2 separate regions of the Mus musculus genome follow, and region 2 is linked to region 1. The links are chromatin contacts, called in public Hi-C maps. All regions are on one chromosome and are shown on one strand. The core of a region is the stretch at or near the end of the contact, and the rest is flanking DNA. Distances in the headings are between cores, read along the strand shown.

Region 1 (6,160 bases), core at 1,564-4,063:
TAAGAAGGAACGGATCTGGTAATATAAACAAGGGCAAAGCCAGTGGCTGGGGAGGTGACAAGGGTTAGGATGGGCAGTAACTGAAACGATTTCTGTTCATCTACATCATCAAGTTTGTGGTGCTCTACTGCAGCACCTCTGCAAAGCTTTAAAAAAAAATCTAAATCACTTCTGCATTCCTTGGGCATTTATCATGAATTCCACATCTTCACTCCATCATCCTCTCAATCTTAGTTCATCACCTTCTCTCTTTGGTATCACTGCTGTCTCCTAATTCTCTACTTTCTGTTCTTCCGAACCATTTGGATGAGAGAGGTTTTTTTTTTTTTTTTTTCATTTTAAATAGTTCAAATGTTTTGTATTTGTTTGCTTTACATCTCAATACCAACCTCCATTTCTCCCAGTACCCTCTCACACAGACCCTCCTCCCTTCCTCCTCGGAGAAAGGGGAGCCTGTATCCTGGGTATCACCCTCCACCCTGGCTCATCAAGTCACTGCAGGATTGGATGCATCCTTGGGGAGGGTATTTCAGACCCTCAGTTTTCTCCTCAAATCCCTCTAACTGTAGATCTGCGAGAGCAAACAGGTCCTCGGCACTTGCTCCGTTCCTGGTACTCTGCTTCTCTGGACACCACTGAGGCTAGTTTCCTCTCCCTCCTTCCCTGTATTCCTCTCTGTCCTGAATACCTCAATTCCCCATTTCAGAAACACTTTGCCTAGACGGCTATTCCTCCATGGCTGTGTCTTATTGCGGTACAACCTAAATGCCAGCAGCAAATGGGATTGCTTGGGCACCAGAAATAAAAGAGGCGCATTTGATCAATAATAATAATTCCAGTGTTCCAGCTCCACCCGAAATGGACTTATGTGATAATTACGACAGTGGAACTTAAAATCCCATTTAGCTGTGCTATGTGGGCAAGAGGCTGGTGTATGAAAGTTGAGGTAAACTGGGTTCCTGCTCTTATAAAGCTTGCCTTTTAAAGATTAACAAAGAGCTTACATTGTGTTTACTGTAGCATAGAAGAGAATGGGGCTTTTAAGACCAGAGATCTCAATGATGGCTGGAAAGAAAGTAGCCACAGAGAAGCTAAGGAAGAGAATTCCCAAAAAGAGTAGCAATTGCAGTGCTCACAGAATTCTGTCAGATCCTGAAAGGGCCATGCCACTACAGTACAAGGGAACTGGATAGTGAAGGTAGTGACTACAGGTTGTTTAAGTGTTTTAAGGAAAGCCACGTTTATATTTCACACTTAAGTGAAACGTCATGCCATTTAAATTTTTACTGAGATTATTTGATGTGTACTATAGAGTTTAGCTATTCTAATTATGTAAAACTGGCAGCATCAGTATCTCTTGAACGTAGTTAAAAATATATTCTGGTACATGGACCCCAAACTCAGAATGCACATTTTCACTAGGTGACTCATATCAAGGTCACATTGGGAAATACTGGTACAGGGAGTGGGTAAAAATGGTAATTTATGGGTGATTATCAGTCTGTATAAAAGTGATAAAAGCTGATTTTAGGTAGTGTTTATTCAGGAAAACTTTATTTTTATTTTCTCACCCCTTCCCTTTTCCCTTCCTAATCAGTGCTTTGGTTTTACCTTAACAGGTGAACGCTTATGCTATGAAGAAGATAGTTGGTTCAGGTTTCTTAGTCAGCCAAGTGGAAATTTCAGTGTGAAGTGATGAAAATTTAGAGTTATGAAAGTAAAAAATGAAGTTACAGAATTGGGTGTCTACTAGGTACTTTATTTCTGGGTTCAAGCCCCCCCCCATTTGTAGATATATATATACCTTTATCTAAGACCTTTAGCTATTCACATCGAAGTGAATATTTTTCTTTCTTAAGTTCATCACAAACCCTGTTTTAAATGTTTATATCCCAAGGCTGGTCAATACTGTTCCTTCTTCCTAGACGCTAAGATTTTACTACACTTGATCTTAGCCAAAAGGCCGAGAAGCGATAGGATTTTACATTTCCAGATTTCAACTGAGAAAATTATACTCAAGCCTGTCCAGTTTTGAGGTGCAAAGTAACTTGCAGCCTCCTGAGTAGCAGCGTCCATTTCTCCTTGTGTCAAAATCTGTATTCTTAAAAAAAAATTTTTTTGTATGTCTGTGTATCAGTATATATGTGGCAGGGTGGAAAATATTTGAAAGTTGGTTTCCTCTTTCCAGACCGTGGGTTCTGGGAATATAATTCCAGTTATATGCCTTGTGGCAAGCACTTTTTACCTAGTGAGCCATCATGGCATCAAGCCCCCATTCTGTATTCTTGCAAAGGAACCACTGGACAGAAAGGACACAGGGTAGTTATACTTGGGAGCTTGGCCAGAAAAGTTTTTGCTTCATCACTGTGATTAAGCAGGAGAGTGCAGTCCACTTTAATGATGTTCTCCCAGTCATGTCTCATCAAAGACAGTTTGGTTGGTGAAACACAAATGCCTGATTTCAGTACAGGGAACCAGGAAAGTTCTTGTTCTTACTGTGACTTCAGGGACCTGGCTGGCTATCCATGCTTATCTATGCAAAAATCTTTAAAGACTCTCTTGGTTAAACTCTTGAGACACATTAAGGTTAGGGCCGTAGGGTTGTTAAATGACATTAAGATTCTAAATAGTTTCGCGTTGTCGACTTTTAACCGTGGTCCAGGTGAATTTCCCACTTTTTGAAAACCATCGCCCTAGGAAAAACAAAACTCAGAAATGAGAGCAGGTGTTTGAGGAGAGGTGACCACCGGGCAGGAAGGGGAAGGGACAGGGACTGGTGAGACCCGCCTCCCGGTGGCCAGCCAGCACAGTTCAGGGCTCCAGGGGCCGGCCCCGTGAGTGGGCGGGGGCCCGCGCTGAGGACGTGTGTCCCGGGCTCACCCTGGCCCGCTCCGCCGCTATAAAGGGCAAGTCCCCGGCGGCTCGCCTAGGCTCGCCCGGCTCCGCCCTGCCGCTCGCACTCCACTCGGCCCACTCGACCCTCTCGGGCCTCGGCTACTCGGGCTGCTGCGGCGAAGATGGCGGCGCCGGCGGCTCCTGCGGCAGGGGAAACGGGCCCCGATGCTCGTCTGGAGGCCGCCTTGGCCGACGTGCCGGAGCTGGCCCGACTCCTGGAGATTGACCCGTACCTGAAGCCCTTCGCCGCGGACTTCCAGCGCAGGTACCCGGGGGAACCCCTCCACCGCCCTCCGCCTGCGGCCGGCCTTCCCGCGTGCGCGCGCGCGCCGCCCGACTCCCCCCTCTCCGCGCGGCCCCGCCCCCTCGCACGCCAATCATGCGGTGGGCGTGGCTCCGGCTTCCCGGGGGAGTTCCTGAACTTTTCTGCTGCACGTCCGCCCCGTGCTCGCTCACTTGCTCGCAGTCCCTGGCCGCGCGTCCTCCCCTACGTGCTGGGACAGGCAGCGCTGCAGCCACGCAGCGGCTTCCGGGACTCACAGGCCACCCCCCTCTGGTCCTGGGAGTTGCAGTGGTCGTGACCCAGGGCGTGTGTGATTTTGCTTTTCCAACTTTGTAGTCTACTTCCGAGCAGCGTTTGTGCAGTCTTTCAGGCAGTCTTTCAACATCTTGCACCCTCCTGTTTGCTCTTGTGAGTTCATTAATCTGCGTTTCACTTTAATCGTTGGTCAGATCTCTTCTCCCTTAAACCAACATCGAAGAGCGACCTTTGCGGGTGTTTGACCTTAGCTTCCAGGAGAGTTAACAGGGCATGGATGGCTTAACTTGCAGAGCCCAATTCAAAAAGTATAACTCCTCTCCCACCAGGCTTCCCACTTATCAGAAATTTATAATTGCAATCTGCTCAGGTTAAGATTGAAAATTAAAGTAGCTAGTATATAAATTAGAGTAGTTATGAGTCGATTGCAAGTATTTTGCTGCAGTCATATTTGTCATACTAGTTTCTTCTTTAAAGCCTAGATACTACAAAAATCAAAACTACCTTGGCACCAGTCAATTTGTCATATTTGTCATACTAGTTTCTTCTTTAAAGCCTAGATACTACAAAAATCAAAACTACCTTGGCACCAGTCGATAGACTCTTTTTTAATCATAGAAAACATAGAACTAGTTGGTGGCATTGGTGATTATGAACATGGGTTGATGTGACTTGAAAACACAAAGACCCTTAAAGCTCAACGACCTAGCTTTGTCATGTTATTAAATGTATTCACTTAAGTCACTTTCTAGAAAACCAATATTCTCAGATTCTAAAACAGTAGGCATTATAAACTGCTCATTCCAGAGTTTACATATCCTAATACAGGAACCCTCCTTACAGCAGCCAGCTGGGCTGATCCTCACTTACAGTACTTAGTCGTGACTTTAAATTAAGTACTGGGGAGGAGTCTGGCAACTTTTCACTCAGAAGATGCAAGCCTGAGTCCCCTGAGATAATTAGCACGTACTCCTGAAAGCTAAAAGACTTGAGCAGATTTTGGAATAAGTGATTTTTAGAACAAAAGCAAATATTTTATCTATTTTTTCTCTTTTTGTATGAAATATACTTACATGTTTATTTACATATTTTCACCACATTTTTTTTGAATATAAAAATCATTTTGTTATAATGAGCACACAAATTACAACAGAAGGTGATTAATGTCGAGTTTTTTTTTTTTTTTTTTTGAGGTGTTTATTTTTATTATGGCTCTATTTGTGTGATTTATAAACTAACCTGTAAGAAATTTCAAAAGCAAGAGTTGTGGAAATATTTTGCCTGTGTCCTGTTTCCAGTTTCCACTGGCCACAGGCAGACAAACACCATTTATTCTCTTCTTTTGTGTGTATGTGTGTACTTCATATTCAACTCCACTGGGATTGAAGCAATTATAGTCATCTTTCATGGTTTGTCAAAATTAATGAGAGGGACAAAGGGCAGAATAAAGAAGGGAGGGAATCCAGTGTTCTTGGTGAAAAGTCTGGCCCAGCGGGTCCTTATGTGCTTCTCTGTGACCTGGATTCTACTTCTGCCCTTGGTCCTGGATAATTGCTATTTTCCAGCACACATGTTCCATTTAGGCATGTCAAACAGTAATTTGGCATCTGGCAGTGGTGACTTGTATTGTTAACTGGTAGAGAATAAAAACTTTTTCATAGTGTCGTCATGGTCATTGATTGCTGTGGCTGGAATGTGTCCTTTGCAAATTTCAGGTGCGACAAGTGTGCTGTAGAAAGAGCCTTTAGGACATGACTAGGCCATAAGGGTTCCTCATGAGGGTTCATCTTTGGGCAGTGGACAATGGTCTAATCAAAAAAGGGACTTGCGACATCCATGACAGAGGAGGGGGATAGGGCTTGTCAGAGTGAGAAGATGGGGAGCCATACTGTAAAAGTCTGTCTTTGGAAATGACTTTTCTATGGCTATCATGTACACACAGCATCTGTGACCACTCGGACAGGATAGGCATATATTCACTCACCCCAGTAAGAGGGGACTGAGATGGAAATAGGAAGGGAAAGAGGTCATGGGGGATGGGAGGGGGACGGAGAAGGCCATGGAGGACAAATGCTCTAGCCACACACTGTATACAAATAAGAAACTTTTAAACAATTAAAAACTAAGTAAAAATTAAAAAATTCCCAGTTTAGGCTACTTTGCCCCCTTTCCCTTTTGCTTTGGGAGGACATTTCGCTTCCATTCTCTCATGAGGGCAGTAACAGGGTGCTTGCCATTTCACTTCACAGCTTCACCCATGGGCATCTTGTTAGACTCCTCAGACTCTCAAACTCTGAGGAGCTACGTTTTTATTTTTAATAAACCATCTATCTTGAGTATGCTGTTGAAGCCACGATAATAGTATATCTTATTTTTGACTTGTTTTTAAGTAACCTACTTGTGCCGAGTGTCCTTGGGCCTAACATGACTAGACAACCCATTTAGTTGCAAGGCGTGCTTATTAAATACTGCAGAAAATTTGAGGCGCAGTTATCAATGTGTAAGAGTGGTGAGAGGGAGGCATTTTCTTCTCATTGATGGGCTCTCGATTTCTTTCCTCCTCAAAATTGCTCCATTTGGAATTTTGTTGTGAGGGTTCCTTTTGTCTTCTGTGAGAATTCCAAATCTAGAATTGTATCTTGACGGGGGGGGGGGGGGGTTCCTCCGTCACGAATGAGTTAAAGCCCTTATAGTGGTAGACAGACAGCTTGGAGCCTTGGTTAAGGA
Region 2 (6,160 bases), core at 919-3,418, 6.1 Mb after region 1:
GTAGGAGTCAAAGCCTTGGCCTTATCCACAAACATTTTGCCATTGCTAACGCACAATATTTTCAGATCTCTCGATTATAAAAATTCAAGTTCGGCAAAGTTTGGAAACACAGATAGGTGGCTCTAAGTCTTCTCGTAGCCACTGAAGCCTGGTTTCCAAGTATCTTGAAGGCACTTCACAGGACTCATCTGTATACAAACAAGCAGCAACCGAACTTCCCTCCTTAGAGTTTGTATGTCTACTTTTTAAGTATATTTTCTTCATGCTCCAGTCCCTGAAAGGCTAAGTGTGGAGAGAAGTGTCCCCAGTAGAGTTATTATAAAACAGGCTGGAGTAAGTATCTGGTTTGCAGGTACTGCCTGCTACAATTCTGACTCTCCTTCTTTGTCTACAGTAACTAAGTCCTGTACAGAAATTTCCTGTTGGTTTTGAAGTCCCTGAATCAATTAAACCCTGTTGGATATTACCAAACTGCTGGGCAAAACCAGGGCAACTCACTTGGAAGTGGAAGATTTCAACATACTCCAGACAGCAGCCACTCTTAGGGGCCGTGCATAGGAAGCACCGTTTGTTTAAAAAGTCGACTTATTTCACTCTTAGACAAAGGTGGCAACCTGATGATTAAACACTGGATAATTGCATCTGGAAGATGCCGCCCACTTGCTAAACCTGTGATTCACTAATAAGCGGGTTCAATGTAATTCATAACTTTAAAGAATTACTAAAGCCCCTGCTTTACAAAACCCAAGAAACACAGACCACACATCATTTAAGCATGTATTCGTATACACAGACACAGACAGACAGACAGACATGCCAATCTTGGTTTACTTTTAGTCTGTCTCTCTTTCTCTAAAAACACGGTTTTCCTTCAGTGTCACAATCAGCTTACATGAGCAGACAAACTCCAGCCTGGTGCCACAAAAAAATGAGTTAAAAGTTCTTGCACCTAATCATGTCCGGACTTTCCCCCAACTAAAATGACCCATTAATTAAAACAACAACGACGACGACAAAGTATTTTAACGTGAAATTACCTAACGTTCCGTTTTTCGTTTACGACCTCCAGAATCCAGTTAAATTACTGACATGATGGAAGGTAGAAACTCCTGGAATGCCTTAGAGATCAACATGTGTCAGACTCTCTGCCTGTCCGCCTTTTAAACACAGTGGATTCCTTTGTTCCTTCAGTCTGAATATCAACTCCTGATTAAAATTTGGAAAGTACTTTGGAAAGGGATAGGAGGGTCTGGGGAATGTTTGCACGCTAGAGGGTTTCTTCTAACAACAATAGTATTAAAGGAGGACAGTGGCACCAGAGAGGAGAGCGGTCTCCCCGGACTTTACCAGGCTCATGCGAGTGAACCCCCTCTCGGATGCTGGGGGAACTGGGCTGAGGCCTCGGGTGCAAGGAGCCTCGCCCTCCCTCGGCAAGCGGGGAGCTCGTGCCCAGCAGGCCGGGCCTGGGGCTCAGTGCTGCCCCTTCTCCGAGTCACTTTTCCCGGCCGGGGATCGGCGAGCACCGCGCAAGGGAGACGGCAGCGATAGGCGGGGAGCAGCGCGGGCGCCACCGAGAGCACCGCTGGGCGGCAGGACCGAGCGGCGCGGCAGCCAGCGCCCGGGGCTCGGGGCCAACGGGGGCAGCTGGGCGGGCGAGCTCGACCGGGGCCCCGCGACCCGGCCACCCGCGTGGGTCCCGGCGCAGAACACCCAGGGCGGCTGCGCCCCTCGCGCCAAGGCTGGCACGGACGAGCCCGCGGCTGGGAACTCCACAACTTGGCGGCTGCGCCGGCCGGGCCCGCGAGTTCCAGGGGAGAGCCGGAGCGGGGCGCGGCGGAGGGCTGTCCCCGGGATCCGTGTTCCCGGAGCTCCCCGCGGGCCTCCCCCGGCCTCCGCCGCCTCCACGGGCCGCGCACCCAGGCCGTGCCCGGGCGGCGCGGCGTCCGCTCCCGCGAGCTCCGCACGGAGCCCGGGCCGCGATTGCCACTCACCGAGGCCGCCGCGGCTCCGGGCCGCCGATCCGCGTCGCTCCCTCCTTCCCAGGTTAGCCGTGCCCTGCGGCCGCGCGAGGCCACGGGCGCTGCGCTCGGGCGGGCTGGGGCCGGCTCGTCCTCCGCCTGCGCCGCGGTCGCCGTCGCCTCCCGAGTTCGGGGCTCTGCTGCAATGTCTGCGAGGCTGACTTTGAGCGCCTCGCTCGCCGCCCGCCCGCCGCAGCCGCGCTCCTCCCTCCGCCGCCGACTTCGCGGCGGCCGGGTCCCTCCCCTCGCTGCTCCACGCCATTCAGCTCTTCAGCCAAGTTTCTTAACCCTTTTCTGCCCCTCCCTCCCATTGTCACCCGGGCCGAGCGCGCACCCGGAGGCTCGGCGGAGCCGGGGAGCCCACCGGGCGTCTGCAGGCCTCCTCGCCGGTGCTCCGGGTGGGGGTCCGGGACTGATCGGCCTTGAAGGCAGAGAGAGGACGCGGTTGGACCCGGAGAAGGAGGGGGTGCTGTGCTTCCCGAGCCGGCGCCCTGGCTTCCCAGCCCCGTCCAGCCAGCCGCCTGGACAGATTCCCCGCTAGGGGCCAGGCGATCGCCCATGTCACCCGTGCCGGGGCAAACGCTGGGGGCACCACAGGGGCGTCGGGGCACCTTAATCCTACCCCAGGTTCCCCAGCCTACGTGCTGGCACCTTAAGTGTCTCCCTTTCTCCCGTTTCACCCCACAAACACGCGTTCTTTTGGCGCCCTTTACCCACCCTCAATTTCCACCTCCTTAAAATCTGTGTCCCGCTCAAATCCCGGAAGCTGCGGCGCTGTATAACTCTAGGTCATTTTGACCCCATGCTCAGCACCTAGTAGGACCCAGTGATAAATATGGCATGATTCCAAGCGGAAAACTGGAAAGGAGACCTGAGGAGTGCACAGCTAGCTCCCTAGACGGACGCAGGACCCAGGAACCTGGTTTCTCTTCTGCTGCTTTGTCACTGCGAAGTCTCCAGCAGGGTCTGCCCGCCAAACTGCACCACCCCCAGGAAGGATCTGACCCAACAGGACTAGGAGATGGGCTGTCACTTCTTTAAAGCAGCTCTTGCTGGGTTCAGAGTCTCAATAAATAACAATTACATCATATAGCCAGGGTGGCAATGCAGGGAAACTTGGGTTTCCTGCAGCCTGGTCTCGCTGAACCCGCCTCTAAATTTGAGGTGGGCTAACAGATTGGTGAGGCGAGAAAGTGGAGGGAGGAGAGAAAAATAAGAAACCATGATCTCTTCCTCGCCTTGTGTTTTCTGCTTTTAAAACCTATTCTCTCTACTCCCTTCATATCTTACTTGTGAAGCCTCCTTTTAACGCTCCCCCTACCCCAGATGTCTCTGTCTCGTTTGTTTTTGACTCTAGTCATGAAAAGAATTACCTGCGGGAAGACTTGTGGTTGCAGAAGTTGTTTTTGTTTGACATTAAAAAAAAAAAAAAAAGGCTAAAGTACATCTTCGATTCACCCTAAACTCTGAAGTGCTATCCCTGCCTTAAAATACTTACTAAGACAATTTTGTGGATGAAGCTTTCTACTCTCATATGTTTTCATATCCTTAAGAATTTCGGTAGCATTTGGAAGCAGTTATTGATGCACACCAAAACCAAAAATTATCCAAGTGACCCAACCGTATTCTTTACTGTTATATAATAGCTCTATAGCTATTTTTCGGATTTTTCAAATGAAAAACGTCTGGGGTATCTTCCCAATCTTTAAAGTAAAGGCAATTTTTCAAATCAATTCTTAATAAAGCTATATTCTAGCACAGTCCTGAGCACATGCAGGAAATATTTTCCTTAATGGCGATGATGGTGCATTTTAAAATACTTATTATCTGTCCTCCTAGTGACTCACCTATGCAATCTGTTGTCATCTAAGGTAGTGTCAATCTCATGTAACAGCATAGCACTCGCATATGCCGCAGTTCAAAATCTGCTTAAAGCAAATTAGTAAAGGCAGCATTAATCCCAGGCATCATTACCTGTCCGGCATCATTTATCCGGGATTGACAAAAAGCAAATAATTGCAAATTAAATGACCAGCATAATTGTAACTTATTAGCTCTTTAGTTTTTTTTTTTTTTGTAAATATTATACAAAGACATTCTAAATGTATCCCAATTTAATGTGCCATTTTTTTAAATTCAATGTCAGTTTTATTAAAAGGCATCGTTGTGGTAGACTATAGCAGATTCAACAAATGCTTTCATTTAGCCAAGGTGGTACTGGCCTGTAATCCCAACTACTGGGAGGCTGAGACAGGAAGTGGGAAGGTGGAGGTCTTCTAGAACGTTTTAGCAAGTGCAAGGATGAAGTTCCAAAAGGAGACCCAGTTTTGTAAAACTGAGATAAGGATGAAGCAAAGAGATACTAATGAGTGTAAGGCAATGGGTTCAAGCCCCTGCAACACACACACACACACACACACACACACACACACACACACACACACCGTATTTCAAGCTTCTCTTACCAGTAGGCAAACATTTCCTTCTCTTTTGATTGGCAGTTTCTTCTCTGGAACACATTGAGAGTCCAGATAGCTTGTCACAATTAATATAAAGGTAAGCTAAGTAATAAATGGCCTGTAGGAGAGTGAAGCTCCCATGGAGGGCTGCAGTGACAGACGTGGAGACAGATATTTGAGCCCACTCAAGTGTCACTCTGAAAAACATTCTCACTTTTTAAGGAGGTTTTAGATCTCCGAGATTGCCCCAGCAAGCTAAATCTCGTTTGTTCTGCTTGCCCAGTATCAGTGCTAAAACTCCAACAGCTATATATTAGACGATATACCAAAGCAGACCACCCCCACCCAATGTAATAAGTAAAATCCTGGACTCTTCTTGATAACACACGTGTGTTGAATGAACTGCATAGCTTATGTAGAATTGCTAATTGTGAGAAGATCATTTTGAGTTTATTCTTTCTGTTAGAAAGAAAATCAGTACTGAGACAGTAAGATGGCTCAAAGGTAAAAGCACTTAGCGCATAAGCCTGGCTACCTGAATCTGATCCTTGGAAACACGCTCCATAAAGTTATCCTCTGAACTCTGCACGTGTGCACAGCACATACAGCCACACAAATACACACAACTTTTCTCTGTTCCCAGGAATGGAGTCGCATACATGCTGACTGGTCTCTCCCAGCTCCTACTGTGTATTTAATAATTTTATATTTATAAAAATACAAGTGTCCAGGCTAAGGGGAATCATTATGTGGATATTGGAGTATAGGGAATGTACAAATGTCTCTGCAGTGATTTGTTATTTGGAGGCCAGTTCTCATAAGAAGCGTGTGTAATGGAAAAGATGTCATTCGGTTTATAGACCTAAACCTATGTGTTATACAAAGTCTATCACTTGGCTCTAGAGACATGGCTCAGTGCTTAAGAACACCGTCTACTCTGTCAGAGGACTCGGGATCAATTCCCAGCACCCACATGGCAGTTCACATCTATCTGTCTGTAACTCCTGGATCTGACACCCTTACACAGACATACATGCAGGCAAAACACCAAGGCAAATAAAATATAAATAAACAAACAAACAAACAAACAAACAAACTTTCTTAATGTTTCTCAGGCCACTGGAATTCAATATTTTAGTTTATTCTCCTGCGCATATCTACCAGTAGTCTGAGATTGAGAGATTTTCATGTGCTTTTTACACGACTCATGTTCAGCATCCTTCACGCCAGTTGTTGTAATGCTCAGCTTGTCAACATTCTCTTCTAGAATAAAATCTAAGCCCTGCCCCTACTCGAATGGAGCTACCTCCAACACGTAGCCTGGTGATGAGCAAAAAGAAGGCATTCTGTAGGCGTTGGCCAAGTGACTGTCATGCCCTTGAGAACGGAGTGGTTATTTTTATCTGAGGTATGGATATTAGGCCAAGGGGGTCAGAAAACATTTTATCAGGAAAATGGTGCTTCGGCTGGCTGATGAAAGGTGAGAATCTGCTAAGTCAGCAGAATGGAAAAAAGGATTCTCTGGAAAGAAATGGAGTAGTGATAGTTTTCCCAGTAGAAAGTTATGAGAAAACAGAAATGCACACCATAGAGACTTGAACACACGTGTGCTATGTGTACATGTGTAACCGATCACGCGCAAATGGAACCACTAGTCATTTTGCCACACTCCAAAGAACATGG

What was found. A called contact is a pair of places that touch in the nucleus more often than the background predicts.
Region 2: a Hi-C map of uterus shows a contact between it and region 1, with 19 times the contacts expected there. The contact joins the promoter of Nrip1 here to the promoter of Gbe1 in region 1. A contact is called at or near these places in 4 of 484 Hi-C or Micro-C datasets (CD4 T cells, CD8 T cells, natural killer cells and 1 more).

The regions. Positions count from the first base shown.
Region 1 is chr16:70,311,136-70,317,295 of GRCm38.p6, forward strand. It overlaps Gbe1 (glucan (1,4-alpha-), branching enzyme 1), which reads left to right and starts at 2,814. Exons shown (of 16, transcript NM_028803.4): 1 at 2,814-3,160. The coding sequence starts at 3,018.
Region 2 is chr16:76,370,881-76,377,040 of GRCm38.p6, forward strand. It overlaps Nrip1 (nuclear receptor interacting protein 1), which reads right to left and starts at 2,169. Exons shown (of 4, transcript NM_173440.3): 1 at 1,992-2,169.